2 separate regions of the Mus musculus genome follow, and region 1 is linked to region 2. A link is a contact called in public Hi-C data. All regions are on one chromosome and are shown on one strand. The core of a region is the stretch at or near the end of the contact, and the rest is flanking DNA. Distances in the headings are between cores, read along the strand shown. Region 1 has its middle 34 kb from the start of Gm46242. Region 2 has its middle 8.6 kb from the start of Gm28380.

What was found. Hi-C and Micro-C count contacts between places; a contact is called where the count stands out from the background.
Region 1: a contact with region 2 is called in a Hi-C map of uterus, with 2.2 times the contacts expected there. The contact joins two enhancer-like sites. A contact is called at or near these places in 2 of 484 Hi-C or Micro-C datasets (cerebral cortex and uterus) and 1 of 115 datasets of contacts at active chromatin or transcription factors (embryonic stem cells).

Annotation. Positions count from the first base shown.
Region 1 is chr1:91,909,590-91,917,079 of GRCm38.p6, reverse strand. No RefSeq gene overlaps it. Among named protein-coding and RNA genes, the nearest start is that of Gm46242, 34 kb to the right of the region's middle. Within about 2 kb of position 4,654, at least 33 of the 459 cell types and tissues checked have an H3K27ac peak or open chromatin away from gene starts, as enhancers often do. A contact at or near this core is called in uterus, where this site is marked.
Region 2 is chr1:91,598,760-91,606,492 of GRCm38.p6, reverse strand. No RefSeq gene overlaps it. Among named protein-coding and RNA genes, the nearest start is that of Gm28380, 8.6 kb to the left of the region's middle. Within about 2 kb of position 5,667, at least 47 of the 459 cell types and tissues checked have an H3K27ac peak or open chromatin away from gene starts, as enhancers often do. A contact at or near this core is called in uterus, where this site is marked.

The DNA.
Region 1 (7,490 bases), core at 3,405-5,904, 310 kb before region 2:
TTAGAATGCCCAGCCTCCTGGAATTCCACCTTCAAAACTGGGTCCCACATGTGCCATCCCAGAGGCCTGTAACAATCAGGAACTGTCCCAGAGACAGAGACCTGGCTTCTGGGTGGTCGGGACACTGGTCTGCGTGAGTCACTTGGCCTGTGAGGGAGCCATGATGGCTCCCCACGCCCACATGTCATGGTCCCAGCCCAAAATGTTTTCTACACTCCTTTATATTCCCAACCATTCTAGGAAACTTTTATAACCTTGTAAAAGAAGAATTAAGAATTGGAAAGAGAAGCCAGGCAGACAAGCCGGGGGAGGGTAGGAAGGGGACAAGCCGCTCAAAGACAGAACCATGGAAGGCCAGCAGCCAGCTCAGGGTGGGCCTGGCTCCTTCTTGTGCTCTGAGCCTTGGCTCCCTTGGGCTTGGCTCAGGGAAACACTCAATCAACTTCACACTCAAAAGATACAGTCTGGTCTGAAGAAAGGTGTCCTGGTGTTCACCAGAGCGCTGCCGCTGTGGTCTCCCGGAGTGACCTCCTGGGAACTGCAGGCTGTCAGCCTTCGCGGGTTCTCTCTCAAGGAGTTCCTGTCCATGCTCTTGTCCAGTGGCCGTGCTCATACTGCTTGGGTAGAGAAAGCACGTGTGTTTCTGCAACCATCACAGGCTGATGATGGTTTTCTTGATTTTTGCATGGTTCAGTGGGTTTGGGGAGAAGATGGCAGCCTGTGGACCCAGCCTCCATTTTAAAGGAATGGCCTTCTCCTTCCCCTTGATAAGGATGCTTCTCTTTCTCTTTCTGAATGTGAGCTCTCCAGAGTCTCGGTTTAGGTACCTCCTTAATCCTTTGAGAAAGTAAGAATACAGACATCCAACAAAGGTGGGTGGAGCTCCGTGAGGTGGGTGGAGCTCCGTGAGGTGGGTGAAGCTCTGTGAGGTGGGTGGAGCTCTGTGGGTGGGTGGAGCTTGACACGGTCTGCATAGCAAGTTCCATGCCACTCAGGGCTATATCCACTGCTCTTGGGGAGATCTGAATTTTCAAGAGAGGAGGAGTCAGGGGTCTCTGCAGCCCCTGCACCCTATAAACGATTCAAGGAGGTAAAGGCAGCACCACAGTTTCAGGCTGTTTGTTCACTGCCCCTGTTGCTTCTAACTAGAAAGAGTTAGGGAAGGAACTTTTCGTCCAGCTTCAGGGTAAGAATACCGTTGTTTGAAAAACCGAAGAGCGGTTAATAGAGGTCTGAGGGTTGAACACATCATCCAAGGCTCTCACTTAGCTGCTGTGGTGAGGCTGTGTGTAGAATGTCGTTTTGCTTGTTTAAGAGTGTCTACTAAGCTGGGCGTGGTGGCACATGCCTTTAATCCCAGCACTAGAGAGGCAGAGACAGGTGGATTTCTGAGTTCGAGGCCAGCCTGGTCTACAAAGTGAGTTCCAGGACAGAGACAGGTGGATTTCTCAGTTCAAGGCCAGCCTGGTCTACAAAGTGAGTTTCAGGACAGCCAGGGCTACACAGAGAAACTCTGTCTGGAAAACAGAACAAAAAAAAACAAAAACAACAACTAAAAAAGAGTGTCTACTAGCGTTTCAATAAGAAACAGCATATTGCTTCGCATCAAGGAAAAACAAAGTTTACTTATTCAAACAGGAAGACCTGCAAAGAAAAGGTGCTGGCTTGGACTAGTCCAACAGCCCCACCCTCAGCCCCACCCCCAACCTCCACCCACCCTGATGTGATATCTGTGCTGGTGGTGATTCTCAGGATTCCATTCCTCCGGAATATTCCTTGCAGTTTCTCACTAGGATGCCTGGTACGGTCCTTACCCTCAAGACAGTTCCAGCCTAAGAGGATACAATCAGGTTCCTGCCAGGCTGGTACATCGATGTCTACAGGGACCAAAGCCCCCCAGGCCATACATAGCATCCTACTTGGCACAGAAGGACTGGAGGTCCCCTGACCAAGCCACCGTCCTTTACAGACACACTGTGTGAGAGGCTGGATCTGGGAGGGTGTTCACAACACAAGGGAGAGCACCACTGGGCTCTGTACCCCAGCCTGCATCTCCTTGCTCCTTATGCGTCCTCAGTCCTCTGGACCCTCTGCTTGGGAGGTCTCCTTCCCCCAAAGGGATATTGTGGCCCAGCTTGGCAGGGAGCTGGAAAGCCAATGCTGAAGAGAACTGACCCTACCTTGAACTTTGCTGGCAAGGAAGTATAGTCCATAAGGGAGTCTGGGCTTCCTCACTCTCTTGGGCGGTAAATCAACCTGGGAACTGGACAGGGCGGGCCTGCCAGGGCTCTGGCAGAGGAGGTCTGCTTAGAGGAGCAGGAGGGATGTGAGCAGAATATGTGCATGTGTGTGTGGGGTGTGTGTGTGTGTGTGTGTGTGTGTACAGGTATATATGTGTATCTGTGGGTGGTAAATCATGTGTGTGTGCCTATCTATGACACAGAAGTATGTATATGTATGTGTATGTGTATGTGTATATGTATATGATGTTGTATATGTATATGATGTTGTATATGTATATGATGTATATGTATATGTATATGTATATGTATATGTATATGTATATGTATATGTATATGTATATGTATATGTATATGTATATGTATATGTATATGTATATGTATATGTGGGTGGTGTATCTTGTGTTTTCGAGTGTGTGTGTGTGTGTGTGTGTGTGTGTCCACAGGATACACATATGTATCTGTATCCATGGATATTGCATCTTGTGTTCTCTTGCAGAAACTGATTTGTTTGCTTTAAGATTCTTGCAGCTTGGGATGGGGGGTGGAGGTAGGGTGAATAACCTGAAAAAGACAAGATTTTCCCATACCTTCCCTGAGAGAGGGACTCCCTGAGAGAGGGCCTCGCCGAGTCCTCCACCCACACAAAAACTATGGACACCTCCTTCCTGCCCAAAGTGTCCTCTGTCCTGAAGAGGTGAATCACTGACACTCAGCCCTCTAATGCAAACTGACCCCTCCCTGAGGACACCCCCATCAGGAGACCTTGCCAAGGGACTGAGAGGTCTGCTAGAAAATTAACACTGAGGTATGGCGCCCCCTTGTGGTCCCTGCCATGGATCCCGTGGATTATGGGGTCAGGGCCGCAGGATGACACAGCTCCACAGACAGCAAGCTTCCCACCATGGGTCAAGAGTTTAATCAGCAAAGTGTGATGAAAAGTCAGCTCTGGATTGTCCAAAAGGTCCTGAGTGATCTAAGCAGGCCGCATGGCTAGTGTGTCTGGAAGCCAGGGGCCACAAAAGGTCCTAATAGGACAAGAAAGATCTGCCCCCTCCCCCGACCCCTCCCCCGACTTCAGTATTTCAGGGGTTTGCTAGGAGAGGACAAGGGACCACGGGCTCAGACTTGTCAGAACTCTACCCCACCATTTCCTCTGACCTTCAGAGGTGGCCTCACTGCCCAGGGTTGCTTTGTATCTTCACTCTCAAATTCACCCCAATTTTGCCTGCACGTGTCAAAAACACAGGATGCATCACCCACTTGTGTATGTGCAGGAGTCATCTTCAGGTGTCTCCCTGGGGGCGGAGGGGGTGTCACTGGAAGCTAGGCTGGCTGGCCAGTGAACACGGGATCTCTGCTTCTCTCTGCCTCCGGTTCTAAGGTTACAAATGCCTTTGCATTATCTCTAAGATGGAACTCCCATGCATTCTTCATGCTTGTAAGGCAAGCACTTTACCAGTTAAACCATCTACCAAGCCCTTTATGTATTTTTTAAGGCCTGCCCTGGGTACCTGAGCTGCTCTGGAGTCCACAGGGCCAAGCCTTGGCTCAGACTCCAAGGATGAGACACCCACCCACCCCCGCCCCCATGAGGACCTGGAGGGGCTAACAGGTCCCAGGGCCACATCCACTGCTCTGGAGTTTCACTCTGAGGACAATCTTGTGAGATTCTTACAGGAGGAGGAGTCTGTGGGACAGCATGCCTTCTGACCTCAGATCTGAGCCACAGGCCAGTGGTGAGACCCTCCCTCTGTCTAAAGGTCCCCATGCCCGCATGCAATGTGGGCTGTGGCAACTCGCTCAGCAATGCAGATGCAGCCAGATGTTTGGGATGTGATGGAATGTTAGTGTAGGCAGGGGCGGGGCGGGGGAGGGTTCTAGGACTTCCAGCCAGATTTCTGACATCCTTGTGAAAAGCAGCTATGGAGATGTAGGCCAAATCTCCTCCTTGGAGACCAGGGATGGGGGATTTGTGAGGGAGGGCACCAGAGACCAGATGTGATGGAGCAAATGCAGACAATGCACTGGACTCTTGGTGCAGAGGAAGGCCGAGGGGAGTCAGCCTGCTAACCTAGGATGCTCACTGTGCAGAGAAGAAGGGGTGTCTGTGGGGAGGAAGTGGGTGTAAAGAAATGTAACATGACTTTTAAAAAATCTGTCAGTTTGGGAGCATACAGCAGCTGCATGCCAAGGATGGAGGACAAGCAGGGCTGGTCTCTCCTTCGTCCTCCTGGTCTCTGTCAGCTGTGCTCTGAGCACTGCCCTTCTGTCCCTCCTAGGTTTGTTTTTCTTTAAGGAAGACAAGACCTCTCACTGATGTCACCTAACAATGGCACACACCCTACTCAGCCCCAAGTCCTGGGTGGTCACCCTCTCAAACACTTGTTTCCCTGGTTGACATGGTAACACAGGCCTGCGGCCAGGGGGCAGGGCTAGAAGGCTGAAGGAAGGAGCCTCTTCTTTACCCACACCCCACCTCCAGTCCTGTCCAGCACCACCCTGCCCTCAAGGTGTTAGCAGGTACTGCCGGTAGCCCAGGCTTTGGGAGGTCTGTTACCACCCACAGACCTGGCATCCTGTCTAAACCGCTGCCCCTTCCCAGCGTCTCCAGCTGAACTTCACAGTGCTTTCCTACACAAGTCCTTGCAGGCAGCACCTACCTCCTCCCTTCTCAGCCTTCAAAAGCAACAAAGTTGCGAGCCACAGTGTCCCAGCTAAGGTATCCCAGCAAGATTGCAACTCCCGTTGATTCTATGCCCATGCATCAGGTTTCAAAAATCACTCTTCCCAGTGGCAGAAACATTTCTTTAAAAGGAGCCTTGACCAAAACTGCAATGGCCAGGGGTGGCCACCATGCCACATGCCCTCTCTCTCCCACAGGACTGTCAGTTCAGGTGCAGACTTAGAACCTGTGACACTCAACAAACAAGACTGAAGCCCCCAGGCTGTGGGGCAGGCAGCCACTGCTCAGCTGAGACAGGAAGTATATCCTACTGCCGATGATGTCCACTCCCAGGGCTTCACAGCTGGGCTGACTGACAGCCAATACAGCAAGGACCCTGTGATGCAGGGCCTCACCTACTTCCTAGCATCCTGTGGAGGATGCTGGAGAGGCTGGGCCTCGACGAAAACAGCCCAGAGCCTTCTTATGAACTCAGAAGCAAGAGAGATTTGACAAGAGTTATCTAGTTACTTAATTAAAAAAAATACATCTACTTATTGGGTACTAAAGTAACTTTAAAGCATTAATAATAAGATTTCCTCAGAACCTCACCATCTTAACAAAGCATCCTGTGACTGGCAGCTGTAAGCGCTGAGCTTGACTCATTGCCCTGTGCTCAGAGTATGGCATTTGCTGCGTGTTCCTACTGTAAGTCACGTGCTGATCTGAACACACTTCACGGTACCGATGTCTATCATGTCCATGTGCTTATGACTTTTCATGACCATATAATATGTGTTTGTATAGATATAGTTGAACAACTATCCCTGAAAATTCAAACGAGTCCCCCTCCCCACCTTTTCTGCTTTTCATTGAAGCTTTATATACATGCATGCAGCTTTCCCATTTTCTAAGAGCGACTTTAAAATCAGCCATATAAATGTCTGGTTTCTGAGAAGGAAAATGAAGCAGACCCGAGGTCACATGTAATCCTCCCTCATCCCCAATCTTAGCAGAAAAATTATACACGTTTGGGTTTGTGACCATAAGTCAAGTTCCGAATGCATAGCTCTCCTTCGTTCAGCGGGGAGTTCTGTCTCTTTTATGGATCATCCAAATCCCACAGGTGGAAATGCTTCAGTGAGCAGATTACAATGATTCAAGATAACCGATGCGCGTTGGCCGGGACGAGCACTCCCACACGGGAAGTGGGAAGAAAGGTCATTCTGAACCCAGAGGCAGCTGAGCCACCCACCACTAGAGCAGGCAAAGAGATCTGGCGTGGGTTGCACAGGGTCTGCAAGAACCTTCCTCATCAGGAGGACAAGAGAGGTCTTCTGCACAAAGGCCATTCCTCCCGAGTGCCTGGATTAGCCCCTGTCTGCTCCAGAGTCTGTCCCTGGTCAAGCAATGCCTCTGTGGGTAAGTCCTGACTTGCAGCAAGATGGCCACAGGTTTCTTCCACCGGGGAGTTCAGCCCAGCACCATGTTTGTGAGAACCCACCCTCAGTCTGGCCCAGTGGCACGCATCACACCTGCAGTTCCTGGTCTGCATCATCGGGGAATCTTAGTACCAGATGGTGAAACGGGCTGACTGCTGGTCACTCGTGAGTCTGCATAGGTGCCATGGTGAATCCCTCTCCCCACTTGAACAGACACACCATCTGAAAGCCACCCTGACTGGACCCTGGCCTCTAACAATATCTGTCAGGCAGCGCTCAAGATTAGCTTGACTCCCAGTAAAACATTCCCCAGGGAGCCCCACTGTGCCCTCTCAGATCCTCATTCCACAGAGAAGGAAGAGATGATAGAATGTTTAAAATAGTGTGAGAACCTTGCACAGGCAGTAAGATCTTTGTCTAGACAGGTGTTATTTCCCTACCATTAGCCTGCCCACTGCCCTACTTATGGCTCTCCTGTATCAGCAAAATTGTCCTCAGAGGGCCTGGGTTACAGCGACATAGAACACACACAGCTGTGAATGCCAACCAAGCCTGTTCAGAGATTGGATTCAGTCATCACTTACTGTGATGCAGGAGTTTCTGCATTAGAAAACCTGCGCGCGCACGCGCACACACACACACACACACACACACACACAGACAGGTGTGTGAGTTTTCCAAACTGGGGTTCTGTGAAACACTAGTCTGCAGGATCGTTCTGTGTGCAGATAGGTTGGGAATGTGTCCCTGGAATAAGCCTAGTGAGCCCTAGGCATACAGTTCTAAGGATCTCCTGAACCTCCAAAGGGGCACTAGCCTGCTACTTTGGGGAGACAACCCCTACCAGCTCCCTGATAGGCTCATGAGCCGGGCCTAAAGAACACAGTGGGATCCAGATATCACATCCTAGACAGGGTAGATGGACCCTGTTGGCTGGGCACAGAATGGTGGTGCCTTTGAAGTCATTTTGTGGGTAAAAAGAAAAAAAAATGACCACTGGAAGTATTTTTCTACATCCACACTGCCTAGTTGAGTAAGCCACACATCAATAAAACAGAAACTCCTGTGAAGACAGCCAAGCCAACCCACATCCCTGAAAAGCCACTGGGCCTTATAGCCACAAGCTCTTTCTAGGATTCCTGC
Region 2 (7,733 bases), core at 4,418-6,917:
TGAGGTGCGCTCTCTGCGGGAGCCCTGGTGATGAGTTAGTCACATTGCTGGCAACCCAGAAATCAGAATGGGGTGGCATCAGAACCTTCCTCTACAGTGAGACCCTCACAGAAAATCCCATCTAATAGTGGCCAGGCACTGAATGCCACCCCGTGCTGAAGACAGAGGGTAGCAGCTGCAGGTCCTGAAGTCCCTGGGCTCTGGCCTTTAAACAAGCCCTCACCAGCATGTCCGTCTTTGAACTGTTCATAAAAAGCTCTAATCAGTGTGACACTTCACACTCTTTATTCACGCCCACCATGGAATTAGGAAGGCCTCAGATCTCCTTCAAACCGGCCCGTGCAGTACCCTTGCTTGCTCCGTTAGTCAGAATCAAAACCGTGCTGGGGCTCTGAGGAGCAAAGACGTCCTGGCTGTTTGCCACCAAGAACCACTAGGACTGGAGAGATGAAGACTCGGGGGAGTGAGAAAGAGAAGGAGAAGGAGACACTGCTTTTCCAGAAGGAATACATTTGTGCATGCGCTTTGATCCTGCGAGGACTTTTATTGGTTTTACCCACATCCTTTCCACTGTCTCACCCAGCGAAAGGTGCTTTAAATTAGATGGAGCTAGGAAATGCTTCTCCCCACCCCCACGCTCTCCCCACCACGTGGGCTGTGGGCTTCAGCCAGCAGGAGATGTATAAGCACGCCGTGCTCGCGTATAACTGGAATCAATTGAGACAAATCAACTCAGAGGCACCGCGTGCATTTGGAATGCTCTTTGCTGTGGGCCCCCACCGTGTTTTGCAGACAGCTAGGTCTCCAGACAAACAAGAAGTGGCCGTGTGTTTAGCCACTCCAGCACAGAACTCGTGGACAGCCTCTGGTTCCCAGTTGCTGCTGACTGAATTGACATAGATCAGTCTCCACGGTCACCTGCCCGCCTCTCCAGGCCTTTCTGTTATCCCCAGTCAACCAGCTCGATGGAGACTTATTTTTAGATGTCATCTCTCTCTGCTTTTGGTAGAATAGTACAGAGGTGGTGGAGCCTCTGAGAACAGAAACATGGGAGGAAGTGAGGAGTGTGTTTCATCATGAAGATCCCAGGGCTTCTGTATAAGCCTAGCTAACAGCAAGCTCCAAGAGAGAGACCTGTCTACCAGCCAGGCCCTTCTGAGACTGGTGTTAAAGAAGATGCTGCCGGCCCCTCTAAAGAAGAGCTGAAATGCACCTCTTACTCTTCAAACCTCTGCTCTCTGCTCTCTGTCAGTCTAGATCCTGTGACACACCATTTGCTCCAGATTCCCTGGCAGGCTGACCTCACCTGCCCCTTTAAGATGTCGTTCTGTCTATTTCTGTATCTGGAAGATGCTTAAGTCACCTCTCTACTCCCACATAGTCAGACATGGCTACTAGGCTCAGGGCCGAGGACCCCTGCTATGAAGGTGAGCTTCTTCAACACTGTGATTATGTAAACAAATATGGCCATGCCACCCCCCTGCCCAATACACGTAGTAATGGACTCCTGATCATAAACTCTGGAACTAAAGATATTTGTTCCTACATAGCATTTACTTCCTTTTTAAAGACGGTGTGACAGCGATTGATTTGCTATGTAGCCCAGGATGGCTTTGCAATCCTCCTGCCTCAGTCTCTCAAGTACCTGGGACCACTGGCATGCACTTGCCAGGCCTAAATCATAACATCTATTGTCCTGCGATGCCCTCAGCCTCTTACAATGACAAATGAGCTGATTGTGGCTCTTTGTCACATTCTCCAACAGTTTCCACAGTCTGGTGGCCATTGGGGGTTCCTCTTGGTTTGCAGGCATGTCTTTCCCCCACTGTAACAGCACCCTACTTCCTGAGTGAGGCATTGCCTCCTCCCTGTTGCATTCTTGTGTTAAGAAGACAATCCCAGGGAATGAGATTCCTGGCCAGAAGGACCAGAACTGAGTATATGTTTACTAGATTTGATAGACCTGGAGAACAGCACAGGGTATCATGCCTTCCCTACAGTACTACCCCTCCCTGACCTCTAGAGCTGGGTATCACACACACACACACACACACACACACACACACACACACACACACACAGAGAGAGAGAGAGAGAGAGAGAGAGAGAGAGAGAGAATCCATCCAAGAATACCATGAGGTGTTCCAGGTGATCCAGTCCTCACAGGTACACGATTTTTACTCTTCCCCCATAGTTCCTTCTGCATCTTAATTTGCAACTCAGGTCAGTTATGCTGATTTACACTTCCAAGAAAGCCATTCATTCCATCTTACTTTTATGTGTTTTAGTGCCCTGACATAGAATTTGTAATAGGAACTATAGTGTTCATAAATTTTCAACTGGATTCCTACATTGCCCCATCCCCTTGCCATACAGTTGAGTTACATGACCAGTTCTAGTTCTAACCAATGGGTGGAAGAGATACAGATTCTATAGGAGTCAAGACATAAGAAAGTTAGCATGTGACCCTCCACATGTCTCTTCCCCAACTGGGCCATCATAAACAGTAGAGATTCAGTCAATGTGGGGCCCTGTGTGTCTACATAGAGTCTGTGCTTCCCTGCATGGAGCACACAGCACAAGAAATAGACCTAACTCAAAGTAAGCTCTGAGATCCCATGTTTTGGTTCATTCCTAATATCAACTGCTTCTGGGCCAGAAGCAAGGCCCAAGATATCAAAATATCTTCTGCTCCTCAAGAAGACGAAAACAGCTCTTACTCTTGCTCCCTTGTTTCTCTCTTGCCTCTTGGGCTCTTCCCTTCCCCCCTCCCTTTCTGATTCTCTTCCCCCTCTCTCCACGAGTTCATGGCCAACCTCTACTTTTCTACTCTCTCCCTCTCTCTGCCTTTCTCTGCCTCTACTAGCCTCTTAACTCTTAACTCCCCTCCCCATGCCCTGAATAAGCTCTATTCTATATTTAAAAAAAAAAAAAAGGATGAAAACATTTCCCCACATACCCCTCCGGAATTCCTCAGTCTGCCTTTCTTAGACTTTACTCTGCTGGCTGCTATAGGTGTGGAATGGCAGAGGAACGTTAACCTTTAGGCAAGCGTGTATCCCCATCCATGCCAGCCCCTGTGAACTGTGCTTCCTTGATGGCTGCATTCATTGGATTTGAGATGCTGAGAGGGTCAGCACATCTGAAGGAGGTTTTGTCTGGTCATTCCATTATCCCGATGGATAGGAAGCTTGTTCCAAATCAGTGTGTTCCAGAAGGTCTGGAAGCCTACGACAAGCAAACACCAAGCGTCAGGACTCACGGGGAACAAAGGGTTCCTGAGAAAGGCCAACCCCATATAAGGAACAAGACTGGAGAGAAGATGAGCATTGTGGGAGGGAAGCCTCTACATCTTAGGCAGAAGCCCGTCACCATCAGCACCTAGGAATCCAAGCACCAGACCAAGAAACAATATCCTTCCAGCCACAGCAACACTGGGGACATTACACTGGAAAACCCCAGCCCAGCTCCAGGCCCTGACCAGATTCTGACCATGGTCCACCAAGGATGCTGGGCAGGGGAAGGGCAAATGCCACTACAGTCAACTACTGCACAGGAAGCCCCAAGCCAGTGCCCATTGCTGTACAGAGAGCTCCACTTTCCCAGATCAGATGCACCCGCTCTCTTGCTAACCCCCTGGCTCTCCCTGCTGCAGTGAGAAAGTCCGTCGTGCAAGCATCAACAGGAACCACAGAGCAGACGGACTCAGCCTCACTGTCTTGCCATTAAAAAAGTCACTGTGTAAATGCATCTGAACGGGTGCTCACTTACACTGCATCTTTCCCCTGACATTAACAGTCAGTTGACTTCTGTTTCACTGTGGCAGACTAAGGAGTGTATAACCCCTGATGCAAATCCCGCTAAAATGAGAAAATAAACCAGGAAATGAGGCTCTACTTCCCAAAGCTCTGAAAATAGAGGCTTAAGGAGGCCTCAGAATGCCAGATCCAACCTAAGGGAGGGAGGCAGGATGCAGTCTGGGTCTGAAACAGGTGTCCCTAGAAATCTCAGCAAGTGCTCCCTCCACTTGCCTGACTTGCAGCTTTATCCTGCCCAGTCTTATCCTCACCAGCAATAGTTGAAACAGCGTCAGAGAAGCCCCACCTCTCTCCACCCACCCACCCACCCTCACCCCCACAGCAGCGCCTCCTACTGGTGGTCTGGCTAGAATATCGTACAATCAGGGTCCACCCAGTGCCTGAGCCCTAAGGAGACACACCCAGGACCCCGGACAGCTGACAAGACACACATGGCCAATGAACAGCCTGCCTCTGCCATGTCTCACTGAGGGCTGATCCATGAACTTCTACAGAACCCTGGTCGACTGTCACCCAGTCTCCAAAAGAACCTCTAAAGACCAGGGCTACTGCCAGCTTTTAAAGTGCAAAGTGATGGGACCCAAACAGCATTTTAGAAAGATGGCTTTCTGAGAAAGGGCTTGGACTGCTTGAGGTCTCAGGAGACAAGGATTCTGGAAAGTGCCACAGTTGGTTGTCAGGAGGCTTAGATTCGAAGCTCTTATTGGCCAGCTGTGTGACCTCAGACAACCCATTCATCAGCTCCCAACCCCAGCTGTTTCTGACAAGGACAGAAAACCCACCTGGGCCAAGCATGGGATGGAACCAGGTGTGCCAGGCCTGGAAGCCAAGTCTCTTGTCAGTGACAGCAATGTGTGAGTGTCAGCTGCCACCTGGATGTCCTCCATAGTCATGCTGGCTGACTTCTGAGTGATCCAAACTATGGCGTATAGACAAGAAACCCCAGCTCTCCCCACTTCTGCAGAGAATGCTTCAGCCCTGATGCTGGGTAAAGTCCTCTGAAAGTCCTAACCCCAGGACAAACTAGCAGGTGGGCTAAGTTCACTGAAGTCAGTCCTTATGAGGCCCACACTCTGACTCAGGGCCCAGGTGTGGTGCCCTGTGTATAACACCCTTGCCCCAGGAGGAAGCCCTATTGTCTGTCAGCAAGGCAAGCCCACAGGGCTCTATAAACTGGCTTTCCTCAGGCCCCTGGTAATCATGGACAGGTGTCTATACATGTCACCAGCTAGGCTGCAGAGATCTGCAGTAGATCTTCATTAACCTCAGCCCCAGGATGTGACCCAAATCAAGCATTTGGGACCTGGGGAGGTTGACAATGACACTGCACACAGACCCAGCCAACAACAGGATCCCAAAGCCCAGGGGCAAGGTGTTGCAACCGTGCCCCACTGCGAGTGGAAGGAGCTATACCGGGCCAACCTCGGCCCATACTGCCAGGCCATGGGAGCTCAGGAAAGTTTATGAATCAGGTCCAGACCCTGCCCCTCCCCCATCCCTCTGTGCACAGCTCTCGCAGTCCTTCTGGCCTCCAGATGCACAGTCTGCAAGCGATTTCCCTTTTGTTATTTCAAGCTTGGGGCCTTGATCTTTTGCCACTTTGGAAGGAGCATAGAAACAAAGGGATCTGGGGCTGTTGCCTAATACTGATGCTGGCTTCACCCAGCCAGCCTCCATCTTAGTCCCTGTGCCCTTGCTACCCAGCTGAGCCTTTGATGAGAGAAAGCAGGCACCCCGGGAGCTGCTCAGCAGCTCCCTCTCCTGTCCCCACAGACCTGGGCTCACACAGAGAGAGCCGCGTGCTCCTCTCAACAGTGGTTGCTGCCAACAGGCTGAGACTTGACTCTTGCCAAGCCCTCTGGTGTCCATGACACCTCAGTGCAGCAGCAGAGCAGCCTGTGTGCCCTGCCCTGAGCAGCTGGGGTTGCAGGCCCTTGGCCAAGCTTCACTCACTCAAGCCCAAGGTGCAGAGTCCCCAGCAGTGTGTTAGCCCACCACCCTCCTGCCATTTGCCTGCAGGCTTTGGGCTTGCACACTTGGCTGGAGACAGAGGCTCACAACACATGCTTGTTGAATGATGATGATCCCAGCTCTGCTACACCCAGCAAGTGCCCTGAGCATCCTTCGGAGCACCAAAAGGAAGGGACATCACTAGTGTTGTTAAAGCCCTATCACTAGTGTTGTTACAGACTGTCACAGAGACCCTGGGGGAGAGGCAAAGAGGAGGGTCCCAGCCATCAGAGAAACAGAGGGAAGGGCAAGCAGGAATGTGGCACCCCAGAGAGAATTGGGCAAATACCTTGCAGACTGATGCCCTTCCTGGGCCAGAATGAAGGAGTGGAGTTTCTCCGTGAAGGAAAGGGAAAGTCATTCCAAGCCAAGGACACAGTCTGGGTGTTGAATCAGACTGTAAACTCCAGCGGGAAAGATATGAAAAACCCAAGAGTAATGGAGAGACCAGTGGCAGAGATCAGATACCATCTTAAGACGGCAGAAGCCCTATAGGGTCATGAGCAGAGCACAGGGGCAACACAAAGGGTAAGAAACCAATCACACTGAGTGCCAGGTGCTAATGCAGAGGGCATGGGGCATGAGGACAGCCCTGAAGCTGCAGAGGACCTGGGGTTCAATGCTCAGGTGATGGCCAGAGAGTCCCTCCAGAACAAGGTTCCAAGGTAGGGGGTGGCATCAGGGAGGGGAAGGATAGTGTGACTGCAAGAGGGGAGCTCTGAGAAGGCGGAGACAAAACTGCAGCGTTGGGCCATCAGGATGCTCCGTCAAGCTGGAGGCTGAGGCTTAGAACCACAGCACCTGTGGAGCAGTCTGGGGACTAAGAGTTCAGGGAAGCATCTGTATTTCAGAGCTGGGGAAAAAGTAAAAAGAGACACAAAAGCCAGAAGAGGATCCTGGGAAATCACTAAGGGAGGAGAGGACACAAGGCACAGAGCTTCCTGCAGAACACTCTCTGACCTCTGTGTTATTCCTCGCCCCACATGGTTCAGGTCCCAAGCCCGAGTGCAGGGGGCTACAGTCACGCTTTCCCAGGTGTCTTTGGTCTACAGGAAGATGCTAACACTCCAGATGAAGGAGATGGAGTCCTAGGCTGGGGAGGTCTGTGTCAAGTTCCAACTCTGTCTCTGGCCAGCAGACACCACGTGTTTTCTTAGCCTCATTCAGTGCTGAATGTGGTAACAGCTGAGCGTTTTCCAGAGAGCCCATGCCAGTAGAAGCTGGACATAGGGACAAATGTCTGTAGAACATAAAGATGGTGCAGCACATAAAAGCACTTGCCACCAAGCCTGATGACTGGAGTTCCATCCCTGGGCCCCACGTGGTAGAAGGAAACCAACCCCAACAAATAGCCCTCTGACCTCTACATATGCACCGTGGGATGTGCATGCCCCCTTACGTACACATAAATGAATATACATAAAAATATTTTAAAAGAAATTAGTGTTTATGCCCTGCCAAGATAATGTGAATATAAAGGATGTTGAAGTTCACAGCTGTCAAGCCAGGTGTGGTGGCACACACTTATAATCCCAGTGCTCGGGAGGCAGAGGCAGGTGGGTCTCTGAGCTCAAGGCCAGACTGATCTACAGAGCAAGTTCTAGGACAGCTACAAAGAGAAACCCTACCTCAAAAGACAAAACAAAACAACAACAACAAAAAAGTCACCCACACAATCCTCTGTATCAGCATCAACCTCTCCATGAAAACTGTAAGCATCTCTACCATCATCAGCCTCCTTTACCTTCTCTATCATCACCACTGCTATGGTTTGGACTTTGAATGTCCCCTGAAAGTCCGTGTGCTTAAGGTTTGCCCACCTCCATCCTGTAGCGCTTCTGGGAGACAATGAAAGCCCTTGGAGGTGTGGCCTTTGGGGAAGAGGCTAAGTCATCATGGAGGCAT